3 separate regions of the Mus musculus genome follow, and all the other regions are linked to region 3. The links are chromatin contacts, called in public ChIA-PET and Hi-C maps. All regions are on one chromosome and are shown on one strand. The core of a region is the stretch at or near the end of the contact, and the rest is flanking DNA. Distances in the headings are between cores, read along the strand shown.

Region 1 (4,100 bases), core at 101-2,600, 330 kb before region 3:
GCCCCAATGAAATGTTGTCCTTATAAGAGTTGTCTTGGTCATGGTGTCTGTTCAGAGCAGTAAAACCCTAACTAAGACTGGGATTATTGGCATCACCACCACACCCAACGTCTTACTGATTCTGAGGCATAAACTCTGGTGCTCATGTTCGCAAGCCAAGCCCTTTGCTAACAGAGCGACCTCCTTAGCCCAGTTTCCTGCCTTTGATAATTGTAATGTAGTTTTATGAGAGAATTTTCTTGTTCTTAGTAAAGTGTGATTAAAATAATTAAACACAAGGAGATGTCATATCATACTTTTTTTTAAATGTCACTTAAGCAACTACATACCTTTGAGCCATGCAAGGTGTCCCACTCCCATACCCCCAGCACTTAGGAAACTGAGGCAAGAAGGTGCCCATGACAAGAAGTAGGGGATAGATACCAAGGCACTGTCTCACAAGAGAAAAACTTAAATACCAGAAAAATTACCTGTATCATACAAGAAGGGGCTAACTTTTGGCAGGATGGGAGAAAAATAAATGACAAATTTCATAGTCTTCTAACTTTCCTGTCATTCTGATGTTATTTCAAGATATTTCCATTTTTAAACTATTCTAGAAAATAGCCATAACAGTTACCCAGACTAAACTCCAATGATGGGGTTTTCATTGTAGAATTCTTGTATTGACTCCATCCTCTTCTTCTCTTTCCTCTAAGAGGGCTAAAATCTAAAATTAAATAATGTCTCAATGTCTCATATAAGTATATAGACTAGAATCATCAAAAAAAAAAAAAAAAAAAAAAACAAGCAGCACAAATTCTAAATCTAGATGACCTGGCCCAACCACTGCTACCAAGCCTATGACATGAGCACACTGCTCTGGTTCCATCCTGGGACTCAGGGCTCCATTAGGACCCACACAGAAGGTCTGCCCACAAGCTCCCTTGCCACTGAGAAACTGGATCCCCAGTGGGTGCCTTCACTCCCCTGGCCGCCCCATGCACGGCACCCCAGAATTCTCGTGCGCATGAGAAGTACTTCCTGCCTAGCTCTAGAAACCCAAGCAGCAGCTTCAGGGTAGGGAGCAGCAGAGAAAAGTGTGGTCGTTTGATGACATGCTGACAGCACCATATTCCGGAAACGCATCTTATACAGAGAGCGTGAGATGCCCACTTCCAAGAGAGGGACACCATGAATGTCTATACATCCAGCAATGGAGAGGGCTGGATGTGTGGGCAGATGGAATGACTCCCAGCATTGCCTCCACAGGACACTGTCAGTTCAAGCAGCTCCCACACACACCCCTGCCTGAGCTACTACAATGACTTTCACTCAAGAGCAAATGCAGACCGCAGCCTACTCGGCTCCCAGCCTGCTTCAGAGCCACTTCCTTGCTACGTGCATCAAAGATCTCAGTCCGAGAGCCACCAGGCATTAGGAGCAGTGCTTTCTCTGCTCTCCCTTCCGTACACAGTAGAATGTTTACTTGATTCTCTGTCTCTTTGACAGCGCTACGTCAACAGTCCCTGTGCAGACATCAGGCTTCTGAACACTCAAACCCATACACACACACACACACACACACACACACACACACACACACACACACACAGGCCAGAGGACAAGGCCAATTCTCTCCCATAAATTTGTAAGCTTGTTACCATAGAAACCCGTTCAGTCAAGCAAGTGTGGGTTAGCAGTGCCATCTAGTGGCATAGTAATGATTTTGCCGCCCGTAAACCTTAAGACCTTGAATGGGAAGGAACAGGTGTGTTGGGTTTGAGTTTGCATTCGGTTTGGCTTGGTTTGGCTTGGCTTGGTTTAGTTTGGCTTGGCTCCACTAGCTATCTTGAAAGTCCTTTATTATTTGAGAGATCTGCCCACCCACATCAAGCTCTTCAAAGCCTTTTTCTTCCCACAGAACACATCAAACAGCAGCCCATCTGATGTTCAGGATGCTCAGCATGACTATCCCATGTGTGGCTCTCAGTAAGTCAGGAATCACTGCAGTCACGCATACAGGGATAATAGCAAGCAACACTCAGAGGACCAGAAATAAGTGAGCCTCCCTGTGCCATTGGTCCATTTATTCAGCCAATAATCTGTTTCATGACAGTTAAATGCACCCTTGATGAACTCAGAAGTCACCGATATATGCCTGTGATACATTAAGAAAGTTTGACCAAGACAGAGTCCAGATTTAAGATTTCCACTTCTCTCTGTCTTCCCTCTCTCTCTAGCTTGTCATTTCTCCCCTATCTGTAGTCAAATGTGTCTGATCGGTGCCTACACGAGCACTGGCTGACCTGTCTGTCCATAACAAAGGGCTTTGCTCTTTATTTCAACAGCACAGGAAGTGTCATGTGAGGAAAGACTGTGGGATACTTTATGGAAATTTTTAACAGAGTTTTACAAGGAATTAATTTATTTACTCCAACTTACCCAGATTGCTGACAGAACTGCAAATAGATCAAGCAGTATCTGCTGCTGCTGACACTTACGGCAGATGTTTGGTATAAGGTCTTTTTTTTTTTTTTAACCTATTCAGTTTTCAGCACATGACTATCACAGCACGAGTACAAACAAACATGCATGGCTCTCTGGGTCTGGGACCTGAAAGAGTGCATAACTTAAGATCTCAGCTAGGCCTTAGTTTAGGTGCTCAATGACGACTACACGGGAAATTCAAGGTGAGTAAGGTTGGTTGTGACACTGTTCTCTCAAAGGTGGGTTACACAGCAGGGTGTCAGCCTTGAGTACTAAGCGACCTCAGCTCCACTATTAACTCCATTGTGAGTCTCAACAAAAGGTCTAGTCTCTTGGCATGGGAGAGATATTTTCATAATAACGTATCCGTACTCTGTTTCTATGAGAAGCACATTCATTTCTTCATGGAACAGGGAGTTGATTCTATAAATTCAAAATCTCTTAGCCTCTGCATACCCAGATTCCAGAGGACTCGTGCAGTGCTGTCTGGCTAGGATGGGACTGGGAACAACCTGTCCTCGGGGTCTTTAGCAGCCCTTGCATGCACCGAATCCACTTGTGTGTGCAGCTGAAACTCACACAGGGAATGCTTTGCCCATCTGTACAACAGGGGACCACTTTCAGGTCCAGGCCACTGCTCTTCTGCCTGTTCCTCTTCCCCTGAGGAATGGCAGCTTGTGACACAAGCCATAAAGAGAAACCTTTAGTGAACATCTCCAAAGGATAGATAATCTGTCAACCAAGGTCTATCACTCTAAAGAGCCTGGCCTATTTGAGGCATGTCATATATAAGATGAAAATGAAGGCTTTAAGCTCCAGAAACACAGACATGCTAACATTGGACAGAACCACTACAGGTGGTATGTGTGTCGTGAATCAGCTATCTCTTCATCAAAGCACTTAGAAAAGATAAATTGCCCACCGGGAGATCCATTCCATATACAATCACCAAACCCAGACACTATTGTGGATGCCAACCAGTGCTTGCTGACAGGAGCCTGATATAGCTGTCTCCTGAGAGGCTATGCCAGTGCCTGACAAATACAGAAGTGGATGCTCACAGCCATCCATTGGACTGAGCATAGGGTCCCCAATGAAGGAGCTAGAGAAAGGACCCAAGGAGCTGAAGGGGTTTACAGCTCCATAGGAGGAACAACAATATGAATTAACCAGTATCCCCAGAGCTCCCTGGGACTAAACCATCAATCAAAGAAAACGCATGGTGGGACTCATGGCTCTAGCTGCCTATGTAGCAGAGGATGGCCTAGTTGGTCATCAATGGGAGAGGAGGACCTCGGTCCTATGAAGGCTCTATGCCCCAGTGTAGGGAATGCCAGGGCTAGGAAGCAGGAGTGGGTGGGTTGGTGAGCAGGGGGAGGGGGGAGGAGATAAAGGAATGGGGCTTTCGGAGGGAGACTAGGAAAGAGGATCACATTTGAAATTTAAATAAAGAAAATATCTAATAAAAAATTGTAAAAAAGAAAAGATAAATTGTATGATTCTTGAATGCATCACGTATGTAGATGAGCCGAGGATATAACGCATCCATTGGCCATATCCATCTTTCTGCAGCAAAACAAGAGTGGAGGGAAGTAAAGACAAGCGGTGGCCCCATATCAGTGCTAGTGGGA
Region 2 (4,231 bases), core at 215-2,714, 440 kb after region 3:
CCAGGCCATCTTGTCTACCTATGATTTATGCTGGAGCTGGGGATCTGAAAATCACCCTCAACCTTGCACAGTGAGCACTTTATCCACTGACCTCTTTGCTCAGCCCCCTTCCTCTTTTCTGTCTTTCATCTACTCGGGTTGTCTAAGTGCTGCCGAGTCAGCAGTGCGGAGCATGCGGTCCTCACCCAGTGAGAATATCTTTACCGTGTCTCCTTTTACTACAGTTCTGGCTTTTGAGTTAAGATCTGTTTTCTATAGGTTAGAAAAGGGCCCACCAGTCCCTAATCTACTGGTAGGCTTTGTTGTTGTGAGCTTTTAATCAAGTGCATATCAGAATATCATTTTCTTCCGTCTTTTAGGTGTGCTAATGTGACGAATTTTGTTTTCCATTTGCTAATAATGAACCAGATTACTACATTAATTGTGGTCTACAGTAAGTCATGGATGCAGATTCCACTGCTGAAAGAATGAGCCAGTCCGGGGGGGCCTTTTAGATTCTCCTCCTTCTCTCTTGCAGTTACTACGGCCTGACGGTGTGGTTCCCCGACATGATCCGCTATTTCCAGGATGAAGAATATAAGTCTAAAATGAAGGTGTTTTTTGGTGAGCACGTGCATGGCGCCACGATCAACTTTACCATGGAAAACCAGATCCACCAACATGGGAAGCTTGTGAACGATAAGTAAGTGTGCAACCACGGGCTTCCCCTGGGCCTGAGTGGCAGTCAATGGGGTTCCCTTGGAAGAGAGCATTGGGATGCTGAGAGCTCGGTGTACTAAGGATGGACTCCAAGGATAGAGTGGCCCTCACAACCCATCCTTACTGCTAGAGATACTATAGTCCCCTGAGGGCTGACTCTGTACTGTACCCACCCCTGAGGTTCCCCCCTTGTGCCCTGACTATAAGATAACATGACATTTGGTAGAAGGTGACCAATGTGTCTGTCTTTTCTGAGAACTTGATCCTTTGATGAAAGGGTACTACAGAAAGCCACATTCCATCTGGTGCCACTGGGCTGAGCGTGTCCTCTTTTGAGCTTGAACTGTGCTTAGCAAGCTCCTAGGATGTGACTGTCATTGTGTGAGTGACCACGGGCTTTGCCATTGCACTGGGAAATAATGGATGCACAACTTTTAATGCTGAGGTCCCTGAAAACAAAAACAAAAACAAAAAAAAAATCTGTGGCCTGGTCGTTGAGCTTTCCCTTTGATTCTGGAAGCTTCTCTGTGCTATTATGAAACTCATTTTTGTTATTCTTCATATGATACTACCTCAGAAGGTAGACCAGTATGTTCTGTGGTCAGTGGGAGTCTTGTTCTTAGGGGAGAAGTCACTGGAGTTTTAGAAAGGTTCTGCTTATGTCTTTGTGAGGTTGCTCAGTTCATTTGACTCATCTCCCTCTGTACGGGACAAATGACGTGGAGAGTTTAGACTGCTGCATCTCCTCTATGAGGCTGCCCCCTGGAGGTGAAGTAGCAGACAAAGGCAGGACATATGATAGGCTCCAGGTCATATTTTTCTCCAGGATAGCATGGGCCCCTTGAAGTTGCCCTCTGAAATTGTACCTAGTAAGGTCACTGAGGTAAGTGGTGGGTGAGTGACCATAGAATTATGCGGAATTTCTGGAGGTGCTATGGCTTAGACACATCGCTCCCAGTGCCATTAACTCCCTATCCACCACATTATCACAAAATTGGCACTGTCACGGGGTCCCCTCTGAAGCTGATTGAATTCAAAACGTATCTGTCTTCATGGACAAATTTGAAAATTTACCATGCTTTTGTCTTTTGTGTTATGCTGCCACCTGGTGGTCAGAACATAACAATACCTCTTCTTTCCAAGCCCCAAGCTGTTGATCCTCCTAGGCATCCTTTTTGTCCTGTATTCCCCTCCACCCCCCCGCCCCGTCCCCCTGCCTCCCCGCCCCCCCCCCGCCCCATGACATCATGCACATGTTGCTTTAAAATGTAGACGAAAATGCTTTATTTTACTGAGTAAACACATGGCGAAAATGAAGGGCCTCAGACTCCCTCCGTGTACTGTAGGTCCCACTGAAAGCCAATCCTTATCCTTCCGAGAAACCTTGACCTCAAGAAGAAATCAAAGTGCACAGGCCACTTTTGGCCCCACGCCAAGAGATCAGCCACTGGTACATTTTATGGGACATAAGTGCTCTCTGCATTCCAACATAGTGTTTGCCTCAGAGTTTGTGAGATTTTCAAATTGCAAGAAAGGCAAAGGATTAAATTCATATTTTATAATTCTTAGCCAAAATGCCAGGTTAGGTTACCCTTACTAGTAATTAAGAGAAAGATTGGGCTCCCGTCTGCGTATGTATTAACTAAGTAGCTAACTAATTGATGGGACTGCTTCAAGGAGACAGCACCCGCTTGTGAGTGGGTTAGTGTGGGGAAGGATACCAGGGAGAGGTGCCTGATTCCTGTCTGTGAGAGTTCAGGAAGCCATGACCTGATTTCCATTTTTCTTTTTGGCAGAAGGGAAGTTGAAGCTGTACTCTGAACCCTTGGGGTTGGGTTTGCAGTGGGACTGCACCTCCATTCACAGAGGTGACTTGCCATTGAGGAATAGAAAGGCTTTTTATTAAAAAGTCATATGAAGTCAACAGGGCTTCCATTAAAGGTCAGCTGCGAGTAGCTCAGAGTGCAAACGAGGCTCGTGATTCACCATTAAATGAGGTTGGGAGCATGGCAGGAAGCAGAGGGGGAGGCAGAGTCAGGCAGTGAGCAAAGGTGGATCCCATGCACTGCGTGAAAGGTCACGATGCCACCAGGGTCCCTTTTTAGTAGCACATAAATAAGATGTGGGTTTTAACACTAATGGTGGCTAATTTCAATATAGTAAAGTCCCTTGCAAATGCCAACAGTAGGTGGTGAACATAGGCAATTGCCGCAATATACTGGGCTGTCCGTCTCACAACCTGCACTTGAAGGTTACCGTTCACATATGGAACACATATTAAACTATGTGGTAGAATTTCTCAGTACCACTTCTTGCTTTGTGTGGGTCACGTATACATTCTTCTTGACAGTCTTTCTGGGCACTTTGTAATTTTTGCTGGGCACTGAAAACAGGATCTCTTTCTCCCAATAAAAGGTTTATGATTGCAAATACATAAGAAACCTGTTGACTATCGGAGGCTTATTTTGTGCCTAATTGAGCTCCTAAGACTCTTCTTCATTATTGGTTCTGTAATCCTATCACCTTTGAAGAACTATTGCCTTCTTTTTATGGTGGAATATTCTGTACTTTGAGAGACTAGGGAATAATACAGACAACACTATTTGGGGTACTCAGCCTTATAAACCATAACGTCTAGGTCATTAGCTTAGGTTTTAAGTACTCATTTTGTGAACCGTGTTTCCTTCTTGTGAAGAGAAGTTACTTGGAGTTGATGCCAGCACCTCTTACATATGAAGCATGCACTGTATCATAGAACAGCGGTTCTCAACCTGTGCTCACAGCCCCTTTGGGGGTTGCATATTGGCTCTCCTACACGTCAGATATTTACATTGTGGTTCAGCAAGGTTACAGTTATGAAGTACCAAGGATATAATTGTGTGATGGGAGTCTGCACATGAGGAGCTGTATTAAGGGGTCACAGCATTAGGAAGGTTGAGAAAGACCGCTCTAAGCTACGTTCTTCAGACCACCATTGTCAGGAGTTGGTGCTATATATTTGTGCATGCCTCTGTGTATTTTCCAGTGTAATTCTGTATCTGTAAGCATTGCACGACAGTCTTCTGTATGTGTCACGTTTCAGCTAAAATATATAATGTACATTAATTGTTATTACGATTGTTTTTCTGAGACAGGGCCTTGTGTAGGCCAGGCTGGTCTCAAACTTGCCTTGTAGCTGAGGATGCTCTTGGATTCTTGATCTTCCTGCTTCCACCTCTGGCTGGGATTACAACTGTGCACTTCCATTCCTTGCTTTGCACATGCTTATTATACAACTTCTTTTTGTTTGTTTAGGATCACACTCTTTTCAAAATTCATGTATTCTGTGACAATTTCATAAATGCACAAAATAGATTCCAGGCACATTCACCTCCCTCCATCCCTTACCCCTCTGACTCCACTCCCACTATCATCCCCCTCCTTACCAGGTCTCTATTCTAGTTTCGTGGCTTTTCATTTTGATTTTGTTTTTGCATGGTGACTCACTGGGTGTAACCTGGGCATGTGCACAAAGCTGTCTGTGGGAGAGTGA
Region 3 (4,494 bases), core at 1,940-4,439:
ACTTTAAAGACTGAACAACACAAAGCTCTGTTAGTGTCCTTACAGAACAACACTTTCTTCTGCGCAGTTTCCTAGCCTTTCAGAATTAAGTATTTCCAACAAGGAGATTGTATTTAACAAACTATTCACTATTTTTTCTCAGTTTTTCAAATGCAGTTCTCAACTAGCTAGGGTTATATGTTGCTCCTATGAGAGAGAGAGAGAGAGAGAGAGAGAGAGAGAGAGAGAGAGAGAGAGAGAGATCTCCCCCCCCAGATACATAAAAAGAGTAAGTTGGAAGAACATAGTGATGAGAGTGTTGTAAGCTATGAAGGCCCAGCCCAAGAGGTTTCAGGAGAACAATATGAATTAACTGGGCTAGATACCATTTTTGTGATATGTTGGCAAAGAATGTAGCTTCTTTTTGTACTCTTTCTAGAATCTGGAGGTTTCCAGCTGATTTCACTGGCAGAAGAGATTTCAAGATTTCAGTATTGCCTTGCTGTGTGGTATTAGCAACCTCTCTTAAGCAGGTCTATAACAAAAATGTCACAGCAGACAAAAAGAAATACAAAATAGCACCGGGCGTGGTGGCGCACGCCTAGCACTTGGGAGGCAGAGGCAGAGGCAGGCGGATTTCTGCTTTTGAGGCCAGCCTGGTCTACAAAGTGAGTTCGAGGACAGCCAGGGCTACAGAGAAACCCTGACTCGAAAAACCAAAAAAAAAAAAAAAAAAAAAAAAAAAAAAGAAAATACAAAATATGCATTCCAAGAAGAAAGGGGCACTAGGAAATGTATTGTTGGAACCAAGGCTTATGCTGAAAAGATAAGGAAAGGCCTGCCATGAAATGGAATAAAGAGAGGGGTTCGCTTGAAGCAAGACTGGGTCCCAGCTAAGCTTCCAACGTGAAACAAGAAAAGGCATAAAACATTACCTGTTCCTTAAAAGCAACAACAAATGTAACTCTAAGAGGCATCTAGGTTCCATCCCAAGCAGGCAGACAAACTTGGGAACATTAGCCATAGCTTTAGAGTCAAGACGAAGACAGGAGTAAAAGATCTGTGGGATGTTCTTCCACCGTGAAGGAAGGCCCCCAAAGACTTAGGCATCTGGCAAGGGAGGTCCTGTATGGAGACCCTAAGAGACCGCTGAATGGAGCTAGGAAAATGAAGCCTGAATTACATCAAAGATGTCAGGATGTTGGAAGTGCCAGAGCCACGGGATGCCTGCCAGGAAAAGTTGCATACAGGAAGTAGAACCACCCTGAGAGAAGTGTGTTACAGACAATAAAGCTGGAAGGGTGGATGCCACCCTTGACATCAGAGACTAAACTACAAGGATTTAAGAGTTTGCCCTTTTGCGTTTCAGTCTTGCTTTGGTCCACTTTTTCCTCACTGTGCCACCGTGCTCAGCTTTTGGGATGATGGTCGTGGTGGTCATGGTGGTAGTGTGTATGTACCCACACTGCGTCTGCCTTGAGTTTCAGAAGAGACTTTAGATTTTGAAATGATAGTGACACTGTGAAAAATTCTGTGGACTTATAGTGCATTTTGCTTTATGATATAGTTAGAAGCATATTAAGGCCAGAAAGTGAAATGTGGTGGTTTGAATGAGAAAGGTCCACATAAGCTCATATGATTGAATAAGTGGTCTTCAGTTGGTGGAACTGTTTGAGAAAGATTTAGAAAATGTGGCCTTATTGGAGGATGCGTGTCACTGGGGTGGCTTTGAGGTTTCAAAAACCCATGGCATTGCCAGTCAGCTCTCTCTGCCTCCTCCTTGTGGATCAAAATGTGAGTTCTCTGCTACTACTTCAGCACCATGCTTACCTGCCTGCTCCCATGCCTCCCTTCATGATAATCACAGACTCAGACTCAGCCTCTGAAACGGTAAGCCCCAAATAAAATCTTTCTTCTCTAAGTTTGTCTTGGTCATGGTACTCTTACAGAACTGAAAAGTAACTAAGATACCTCCATATGCACATAAGTGGTACACATATATATATGCAGGCAAAACAAGCAAATATATAAAATAAAAGACAACTCTAAAAAAAGTACTAAGTACCTACCGTGTGGCCAAAACACTCAAGATTGGCAGAGTATCACTATCAAGCTCAAGATTAGTTTTTAGTCCCTGTGTCTTTTCAAATAAAATGAAAAATAAAGGGGTTACCATTGTTTAAAACTAAGGGTTGTGTAATATACATCTAGGAATAAAACTGGTCTCAGTGTAGAAGCACAGGTAAGACTCACTGTAAGCTTGCTCTAGACAGATTACGGCTGGAGGAGGAGGAATATTAATCTTATGTCTGCCTTAGTCTAAAGCTACAGTACAAAGACAGGATGGGAAATTATAGCAAATTTAATACAATAAAAACAGAAGTTGTAGTAGGGAAGTGCAATAGCAACAATTTTCAACTAGTTTCCATGGTGTTTTTGTTTCCACTCAATTTCCTGGTAACAAGAGGAACATAAGCAGAGCTATTTCTTTTTTAAAGGAAAAGTACTGAAATTTTACTCAATTTCTAAAAGAAGCTATCCTATAGGATTCAGAAAGAAACAAAATTCCCAGAAACTGTTGAGGGGAGAAAGTCCTAAGTTTAAGTGCATTTTAGGACCCTGCAGTGTCAATTTTGTTTACAATGAAAACAGAACATAAGTATGAGGTCTGAAGGATCTGTTACCCACCAAGTAATCTACAGGGAATAATGAAGGAAACAGTAGATTTGTGTGCCAAGTTCTCTTGCAGAAAGGTGTGGTCATCCTAACACACACCCAGCCTTGAAGCCTTTCTCTGACCATAAAATGATACCATCAACCTTACAGAAGTATTGAAAATATCAGCAGGCACCACACAAAGCACATGGCAAACAGGCACCAGGAACTGGTAGTTATACTCAAAACACTACTGTTGTTTAAGTATCACACAGAAAAATAGATCACTAAATCTTGACAAAGTGTTTCACAAGCCAGCAAGCCTGTAGGACAACTAACAACTTTATTAGCACTGCAGAACTGAAAAAATAAAAATAAAAATAAAAACAACAGGAGAAAAGACTTAAACAAAAAGCACCCAGAAGCACCCAGGTAAGAAGCAAGTTATCTAAGGTTAACAGTCTTCTTAAACTCAGTAAATCCTAGGCCCTGTGGGTCAAAAGTACGTGTGCCTGAGGTTGGGAGAGCCTCCCTGCAGGCTTCTTTCCCTGCAAGCATTTTATCACTGTCTAAAGCATCTGCACCCATGGAAACGCAAAACTGCTACAAATAAACAAAAGTACTGAACTATGACCCAAAAATTACTTCATTTCCTGTTAAGCTAAAAGTGGAACACATCCCACCCTGGGCCATCTCTTCTTCGGAGACTAAAACAATCCGGCCTTTGTTTTTATCATCGATCTAAAAAAGTACCCTAAAAGCGCTTACTGGACCAGCCCAGGCCAATCCCACACAGAAAGAGGAGACTCTATTAGTCAGCAATGGGATATAAACTAGATTTACTACTCAGTTTATCATAGACGTGTTTAAGAACCTGATGTGGTTTTCTTCCTCTGGAACAGTAAAAGTGAAATGCTCAGTTTGCAGACTGCTCTCCACCCCCTCCAGAGAGGATCAAATAAACAGACAAGACCACACTGCTAGATCCTGCAGACTAAGGGCGGGCAAACGAATTTGATGCATTTATAGAATGTCTCTACATGCAGGGGAATAACAGTGAGGGACAAAACACAAAAACAAAGAAAAATACAACAGCAAACTTAGAACCCCATCATGTGTACTGTGAAAAAGGGCAGGCTATTGAACTCTACAGCGTGATTTCTGTATTCTAGCCTAAACCTTGAAAGCAGTGCTTTCCAACCCTTTTTCCTATTTTCATTACTCCTAGAAACCATTTTTAGCTTTTCCCTATTCAACCTCTACCTAGTAGAATCTTGAGTCTCATTGATATGCCTTAGGTTTGTTTACGTGTGTGTATACTTTGTATGCGAAGAATAAGAACCCCCCCCCCCGCCCCACACACACCAAGATCCAATTTACACTGATTTATTATCTATCAGTCACGCTGTAACACCCTAGGATTACGGTGCAGTGCTCACGGGTACAAGATGTAGAAATGATATCTAACACAGCATCATCACTGCTAGCCACACAGGTGGGCACTTTTTCCTCTCTTCAACTACTTCCTGGTTTGCTTTTCCAGGGCAGCCCTTATATGAACTGCATTATTTGATTTTTTTTCCCAAATTTTTATTTTTTAAAATTTTTCCATTATTTGATTTTTTTAAAACAAACTCAATAGACAAACTCAAAGCTGTCAAGATATTATCTTATTGGCCTAGTCGGCCATCACTGGAAAGAGAGGAACGCCAGGGCCAAAAAGGGGGAGTGGGCGGGTAGGGGAGTGGGGGTGGGTGGGTATGGGGGACTTTTGGTATAGCATTGGAAATGTAAATGAGCTAAATACCTAATAAAAAATGGAAAGAAAAAAAAAGATATTATCTTATACTTGGATTACAT

The links. A called contact is a pair of places that touch in the nucleus more often than the background predicts. ChIA-PET counts read pairs in DNA pulled down with a chosen protein or histone mark.
Region 1: an RNA polymerase II ChIA-PET map of effector CD8 T cells shows a contact between it and region 3, with 27 read pairs. The contact joins two enhancer-like sites. A contact is called at or near these places in 2 of 115 datasets of contacts at active chromatin or transcription factors (effector CD8 T cells and memory CD8 T cells).
Region 2: a contact with region 3 is called in a Hi-C map of pre-B cells, with 6 times the contacts expected there. The contact joins two enhancer-like sites. A contact is called at or near these places in 1 of 39 promoter capture datasets (hippocampal neurons), 24 of 484 Hi-C or Micro-C datasets (B cells, CD4 T cells, CD8 T cells and 16 more) and 5 of 115 datasets of contacts at active chromatin or transcription factors (T-cell acute lymphoblastic leukemia, acute myeloid leukemia, bone marrow-derived dendritic cells and 2 more).

Annotation. Positions count from the first base shown.
Region 1 is chr7:75,907,746-75,911,845 of GRCm38.p6, reverse strand. No RefSeq gene overlaps it. Among named protein-coding and RNA genes, the nearest start is that of Klhl25, 61 kb to the right of the region's middle. RefSeq lists an enhancer at 1,164-1,863. Within about 2 kb of position 1,350, at least 92 of the 459 cell types and tissues checked have an H3K27ac peak or open chromatin away from gene starts, as enhancers often do. A contact at or near this core is called in effector CD8 T cells and memory CD8 T cells, where this site is marked.
Region 2 is chr7:75,132,749-75,136,979 of GRCm38.p6, reverse strand. It overlaps Sv2b (synaptic vesicle glycoprotein 2 b), which reads left to right. Exons shown (of 13, transcript NM_153579.4): 9 at 518-682. Among named protein-coding and RNA genes, the nearest start is that of 4930533N22Rik, 100 kb to the right of the region's middle. Within about 2 kb of position 1,464, at least 13 of the 459 cell types and tissues checked have an H3K27ac peak or open chromatin away from gene starts, as enhancers often do. A contact at or near this core is called in pre-B cells and uterus, where this site is marked.
Region 3 is chr7:75,574,281-75,578,774 of GRCm38.p6, reverse strand. The region is part of intron 3 of Akap13 (A kinase (PRKA) anchor protein 13); the gene reads right to left. Among named protein-coding and RNA genes, the nearest start is that of Akap13, 120 kb to the right of the region's middle. Within about 2 kb of position 3,189, at least 221 of the 459 cell types and tissues checked have an H3K27ac peak or open chromatin away from gene starts, as enhancers often do. A contact at or near this core is called in effector CD8 T cells, memory CD8 T cells, pre-B cells and 1 more, where this site is marked.